Regions from separate parts of the Oryctolagus cuniculus genome. Here region 1 is linked to region 2. A link is a contact called in public Micro-C data. All regions are on one chromosome and are shown on one strand. Each heading gives the region's core, a stretch centred on a gene start, on an enhancer-like site or on the middle of the called end of the contact. The rest is flanking DNA. Distances are from core to core; before and after follow the strand shown. Region 1 holds the start of CEBPD (CCAAT enhancer binding protein delta). Region 2 overlaps SPIDR (scaffold protein involved in DNA repair).

Region 1 (3,257 bases), core at 20-2,519, 190 kb before region 2:
ACCAATTATCTCTAGGATGGACCGGAGCAGTCTGTGGAACGTTTGGTGCTCGGAACCAACCCAGGGTGCGTGAAAAGCCTAAGCGAAGAAGAGATGCGAGATGGAGGCCAGGACTGAATAAGGGTTGTGACTTAGTAGAATTGACGAGAATGCCTGCCTCAAACCGCAGGAAATCAAGCCCATCCTCGCCGCGTCTTCTCATGCAATTCACAGTATGAAGAGCTAGCAGCCTAACACCCGGTTACAGCTGTGTTTCTTCCCTAAAGGACCTAAATACTGTAAATTCAACAGCACTGTATTTTGGAGTAGTCAGAAAGGGAAAAAGAGCCTGGCATTAACAATAGGGCTGAAGCAAGACACCACCACAAGATGGCACTGCTTTAGTAGACCCGGAAGCCTCGGCCCAGTGCGCAGGAGCTCGAGGGGAGCGCGGGTGCCTTGCGGGGCTCGGGACGGCAGGAGGGCCTCGGCGCCCCCGGGGCACGCTATGTCCAGGGCGACCACCGCTGCCCTGCACTCCGCTCTCGACGAGGACGTCCCGCTGCCCCTTGGTTGGGACGCACCAACAGCATTTTGCTGGGCGTCGACCCCTAGGGCTAGCTGGAACGCCCAGCTCCAGAGCGACGGGCGGGTGAGGTGCGGGACGGCCTCCCGCCATCCACTGCCTGCCCGCCGCCTCGCGGACATGTCCCAGTAGAGGCTGCGCCGGGAGACCGTCCCGGCAGCCTGCCCTCTGGGCAGCTGCCCGCATCCGTTCCCGGGGCGGAGGCGTCCGGGCAAAGGTCGGGTGGGCGAATCAGCCGCTTGCGGCCCAGGAGCCTCCCGGCCGCGCGCACCCCTCCGTCCTTGAGTCGCCCAGTCCCTCTCCCTCCCGCGACGTGCACGCCACGGCCAAGTCTTGGTTTTGATTTCACTGCCGGCACCGAGAAACCAAGAGGTTCCAAAGCTCACAAACAGGAAGGAGGGAAGGCCTGGAGTGCGGGCAGAGGGAGGGTCATTCCCAGCAGCGCGGCTCGGGCCGGCCGGGGGCGGAGGGAAGAGGCGCGCGCCCCTCCCCCACGCGCGCTCCGGGGGTCCCACGGCCGCGTAGGGGCCCCCGGCGCGCAGCAAGGCGGGATGTGCGCCAGGGCAAGGCTCGGGGCTGGGGGCGGCTCCAGGGCGCAGGGCGGGGGCTCTTAGGGTGCGCCCCCCCTCCCCCGCGGCCCCGGGGCGCCCCCGCGGTGCCGGAGCCGGGGCGGGGCGTGCGCGTCAGCCGGGGCTAGAAAAGGCGGCGGGCCCGGCCCAGCTGGGTGACAGCCGCAATTGGACTCCGAGCCCGGCCCGACGCCGCCATGAGCGCCGCGCTCTTCAGCCTGGACGGCCCGGCGCGCGGCGCGCCCTGGCCCACGGAGCCCGCACCCTTCTACGAGCCGGGTCGAGTGGGAAAGCCGGGCCGAGGGGCCGAACCGGGGACCCTCGGGGAGCCGGGCGCCGCCGCCCCCGCGATGTACGACGACGAAAGCGCCATCGACTTCAGCGCCTACATCGACTCCATGGCCGCAGTGCCCACCCTGGAACTGTGCCACGACGAGCTCTTCGCTGACCTCTTCAACAGCAACCACAAAGCAGGCGGCGGCGGCGGCGCGGGCGGAGCGGGCGCCCTGGAGCTGCTGCCAGGCGGTCCCCCGCGGCCCCCGGGCCCAGGCCCCGCCGCCCCGCGTCCGCTCAAGCGCGAACCCGACTGGGGCGACGGCGGCGACGCGCCGGGCTCGTTGCTGCCCGCGCAGGTGGCCGCGTGCGCGCAGACCGTGGTGAGCCTGGCGGCCGCCGCGCAACCCACACCGCCCACGTCGCCGGAGCCGCCGCGAGCCAGCCCGGGGCCGAGCCCCGCGCCCGGCCCTGCCCGGGAGAAGGGCACCGGCAAGAGGGGCCCGGACCGCGGCAGCCCCGAGTACAGGCAGCGGCGCGAGCGCAACAACATCGCCGTGCGCAAGAGCCGCGACAAGGCCAAGCGGCGCAACCAGGAGATGCAGCAGAAGCTGGTGGAGCTGTCGGCGGAGAATGAGAAGCTGCACCAGCGCGTGGAGCAGCTCACGCGGGACCTGGCCGGGCTCCGGCAGTTCTTCAAGCAGCTGCCCAGCCCGCCCTTCCTGCCCGCCACCGGGGCCGCCGACTGCCGGTAACGCGCGGCCCGAACGGGACAGACTAACCAACGACCGATACCTCAGACCCGACGGCCCGGGAGCGAGCGTGCCCTGCCTTGCGCAGCCCGGGCGCCCACAGAGCCGCCCGGCGCCGGCTGCAGTTTTCTTCGGGACGTGTGGGCGACGGGAAGCTACAGCCTGGACTTACCACCACTGAACTGCGAGAGAAGCTATACGTGTTTATTTTCCCTTAAATTATTTTTATAATGGTAGCTTTTTCTACATCATACTCCTGTTGATGCAGCTAAGGTACATTTGTATGAAAAAAAAAAAAAACTTTTCAGACAAACCCTTTGTATTATAGATAAGAGGAAAAGACTGAGCATGCTCACTTTTTTATATTAATTTTTACAGTATTTGTAAGAATAAAGAAGCATTTAAAATCGCCCCTGCTTCCTATATTCGCAGTGACTGCTGCACGCCGGTGGCGCCAGGACCTCGCTGGGGGAGGTGCGTTCCAGGACCTGGCGGAGGGCGAGCGCCTGGGAAGCACGGGGCCAGGTGTGTGTCCGTGGGGGAGGCGAGCTGGTCCGTAGATTGGGTCCGCACTGCTTTTGAAACCCGCCAAGGTCTAGCTCCACAGGTCTTACTGAACTTGGCTGAGGTGGATGCAGATGAGTAACCGCGCGTTAAGCTAGCAGCTTTCCAGCGGGAGGTGCGGGGGCAGGGCGACCTGGGGGCCCTGCAGAGCTCAGCCCAGGAGCTCCCTAAGGTTAGATGGCTGCGTGAGGGGTGAGAGTGTGGGGCTCAGGAGACCCAGGGGCCTTTCCCAGTCCCTTCGGGCTTCAAGGCTGGCCTGTGCTTTCACTTTCCTCAGATTTTCAAAGTGCGCCTAAGCGCACAAGTCATGTGGCTGATGAAAAGGACAGTCATCGAGCTACTTAAAATTTCATCTTGGAGGTAACTGTAAAGTTTCTAGACTTAATCCAAATAAATAGAACCGTGTGCCTCCCGCCCAAGAAAACTGGGTCCTAGGCACCTTTTCTTGGGCTACCTGCTGCGTGGATATTATGTAATTAATTAACCAGCCTGTCATGATTATACTGCTCTAAGGAGGAAACACAAAACCTTTAG
Region 2 (3,360 bases), core at 538-3,037:
ATACCAGGCAGCTGACTGGATCATCTCCATAAAACATCCAAGAACCAAGAACCCGCTTTTTCCTTTTTGTTCATGGTCTGTCATGATATGACAGCTGTTCTTAAGGCTTCTAGTCAAAGAAAGACCAAAGGTTCCCCGTGACCAAAGTCTGTGTCTTGACTTCTTGGATTTATCTCTTAGTACCTAGCAAGGAACGGAAAGGTAGCTGGATTCTGCTCTTTGTTACAGTAAACTAAAAATTTATTTACCTTTATTTGCTTAAGCAAAGTCTAAAGAAAAAGCAATCTGGCTCTAATCCTATGGGTCAGACTAGAATTAACTCAATTAGGACAGTGGGAGGTATGCATGCTACGATGTCACCCAGGCTGTGGGTATATACCAAGCCTTCGGCATCATTTCAAATCCAGTGCCTCCATGGCAATGCCTCCATGTGAAAAAGGGACCTTTGGAAGAGTCCCGGAACAGACCATCCTTCCCTACTGCCCTTTCCCCAAATCTATGAAGTCTAAAGTGTGTGTGTTGGAGGAGGAGGATTTGGGGGACTCTTAGCAAATGGCTTCTTTCTGGACCTCTTCACATTTGCAAAGAATGAGCCCCTTCTGACCCTTCCCCTACTGAGTTCTGCAGGAGTCACAATGGGCTCTGAAGCTACAGTGAGTAGACTGCATCATGTTTGCAGACTCCAGGGAGAAGGGTGAGCCCCACAGAGCTTCTCCATGAATCTAATCAACCATGTCCAAGGCCTGGTTGACTCTCCAGGAAAATGCAACAGGGACAATCAGATCTACTGAGGGAGGTTCCACGGTTTTGCAGTGACTTCTCTTTACACACTCTTTATCCGAAATACTTTGGAAAGGGGGAGGAACAGAAACTCTCCCACATTTTCACATAGAATTGCTAACCAGGTAGAAGTAAACAGGTTACATGGCTGATAATGCCAAAGCTAGAACCATGAAGAGTGAGTGACTAGCTTACACCCTGCCCCCTGCCCTGGGCTGTCTCCTATTCCGGTAAGTGGAATATGAGGATTCTCCACAGAATCATGTGATGGCAAAGCAGCCAGCAGCTGCCCTCTGGCACAGTATGCAAATGAACTCAGTCACCCTTGGGTTTTCCCCTCTCCTTTCCCTACTCTTTATGGAGGACACAGAATCATAGGGAGTTACTGGCTGAAGTTTGCTCTGTACTTTAATAGCAGGCAGGAAGCCAAACTGAAAATACAATGACTGGATTCAGTTTTACAAGCAAACACTGGAACCAAATTCACCCGAGTCCGGGAAGAATGCCGCCAATCAGAACTAGCAGGAAATCTAATTCAAAACAGGGTGTGTCATCCCCAATTCACAGTGTGCCCTTTACACCTTTCATGTAGTCCTGTGGAAATAGAAACTTCCTTCTGCAAAAGGTCCCCACACAAGATTAAGTTTTACCCAAATGATACCAGAAATGCTTTGCAGGAAGTATCTCAACTTCCACAGCCAGCACCTATGATGGAAATTGTTAGCTCTGCTCTTTCTCCTTTGGATACTGACTGTTAAAAAGTCTTAAAACATATGAATAATTACTTAATTCTCCCAGCTGCCTTCCAACCTCTGAATGCTCTCTGACCTCATGTACCATCAACTGTGGTTCTCTGGGTCTTTTCAATAACTTAATATGAAAATGCTTTAAGATCCTGAGAGAATTAGGACAGTGACATATTTTGGCCCCAGCAGACCCTGAATGGTGCCAGGAGGTTTATGTGCCTGTTTCTCAAGCCTCCAGCTGGCCAGGGCTGTCACAGAGCCTGGAGGAGGAACACACACACAAATTCTGAGAGCCAGAGGTTTCATAGGGGCAGGTCAGGAGAGGTCAAGACCTCTGCCTGCTGTCCATGGCTGGCTGTACCACAGCGCTGCTGTGATTACAGGAGCCCCGAGGGACAGTGGCCAGGCATGTGAAACAGTGAAGCAAATGTCAGATATAAACATTTAAATCTAGATGTATACAGGAGGACAGTATGGAAGAAATGATGAAATATAGGCCTCCTAAAATAAAGTTTTTTTTCTTTTTTAAAAGATGTATTTACTTTGAAATAGTTACTCAGAGAGAGGGAGAGACAGAAAGAGAGAGATCCTCTCTCCCCTGGTTTACTTCCCAGATGGCTACAAAGGCCAGTGCTAGGCCAGTGCTGGGCCAGGCTGGAGCCAGGAGCCAAGAACTTCTTTTGGGTCTCCCACATGGGTGGCAGGTGCCCTAACACTTGGGCTACATTATGCTGTTTCCCCCAGGCCATTAGCAGGTCACTGTGTACTAAACACCGAAGCAAGTCTAAGACGAAGACGGGCTTGCTTCTGAAGCTAGGCCCGGTGCCACCATGGCTTTGGGGTCTGCCATGGCAGGGCACTTAGCAAATTCTTTAATCTCTCTGACTTTAGTTTCCACATCTACAAACTTAGGATAATAATGTCTCCTTTAAGTGTGCGTTAAGGATTAAACATGCAAAGCATAATGTGCAGCAGCTTTTTTTTTTTTAAAGGGATAAGTTAAAAATCTTCATGCCATATCTGGCACATGGTCTTGGGCTAACAATAGTTAAACTGGGAAAGGTAGGAATCAGTTCAGGGGCTGAGAGAAAAAACTGAGGGTACCTAGATTCTCAAGGCTAATACTGAAAATGAACGAACAAAATATTATTTAGGCAGACTTCTTGGAACATGTCTGAGGCAAGCATAAAATTAAATGGGTCAAGTTTTGTTCAGTTCCTACCAGAGCAGGTACCAGTTTCAACAAGATGTAAAAAGATGAACAAGTGAGGTCCTTGCTATCTGTGAAGTTCACACATGCTAAGCTGGTCATTAACAAGCTAGAAGATCATTAACAAGCCACCTGATCAATACAGGAGTGCATACAGTGTTTTCAAAATATTTATCATTGTTATGAGACATATCACTCTAAAATTCCTTATGGAAATTTTCAGAAAAACTGAGAAACAAAGATGAGTAGCTGAGAATGAAGTTATCGGATATTCCATATTCAAAGTTCTTGCAAAGTAAAAACTTTAAGTGTAGAAAGTAAACATATTTTGCTAAAAAGATCAGAATGAAAAAGAATAGCTATCAACACACAAAACATTATAAACCAAGAAAAAAATCTTTTTTTTTGTAAATTTGTTTATTTGAAAGGCAGAGTTGTTACAGACAGAGAGAGGGAGAGACAGAGAGAAGTCTTCCATTTACTGGTTCACTCCCCAAATAGCTGCAAAAGCAGGAGCTGGGCCGATCCGAAGCCAGGAGCCAGGAGCTTCCTCTGAGTCTCCCACATGGGTACATGGGCCCAAGCACTTGGGCCATTTTCCACTGCTTTCCCAAGCCATAGGCA

What was found. Hi-C and Micro-C count contacts between places; a contact is called where the count stands out from the background.
Region 1: a contact with region 2 is called in a Micro-C map of ear pinna, with 5 times the contacts expected there. The contact joins the promoter of CEBPD here to the enhancer-like site in region 2. A contact is called at or near these places in 3 of 6 Hi-C or Micro-C datasets (ear pinna, skin fibroblasts and an unstated tissue).

What each region holds. Positions count from the first base shown.
Region 1 is chr6:71,960,909-71,964,165 of mOryCun1.1, reverse strand. It overlaps CEBPD (CCAAT enhancer binding protein delta), which reads left to right and starts at 1,269. Exons shown (of 1, transcript XM_051844484.2): 1 at 1,269-2,569. The coding sequence starts at 1,332. The coding sequence ends at 2,162. All of the region lies in intron 19 of SPIDR (scaffold protein involved in DNA repair), which reads right to left.
Region 2 is chr6:71,771,833-71,775,192 of mOryCun1.1, reverse strand. All of the region lies in intron 8 of SPIDR (scaffold protein involved in DNA repair), which reads right to left. Among named protein-coding and RNA genes, the nearest start is that of CEBPD, 190 kb to the left of the region's middle. Within about 2 kb of position 1,787, at least 5 of the 8 cell types and tissues checked have an H3K27ac peak or open chromatin away from gene starts, as enhancers often do. A contact at or near this core is called in ear pinna, where this site is marked.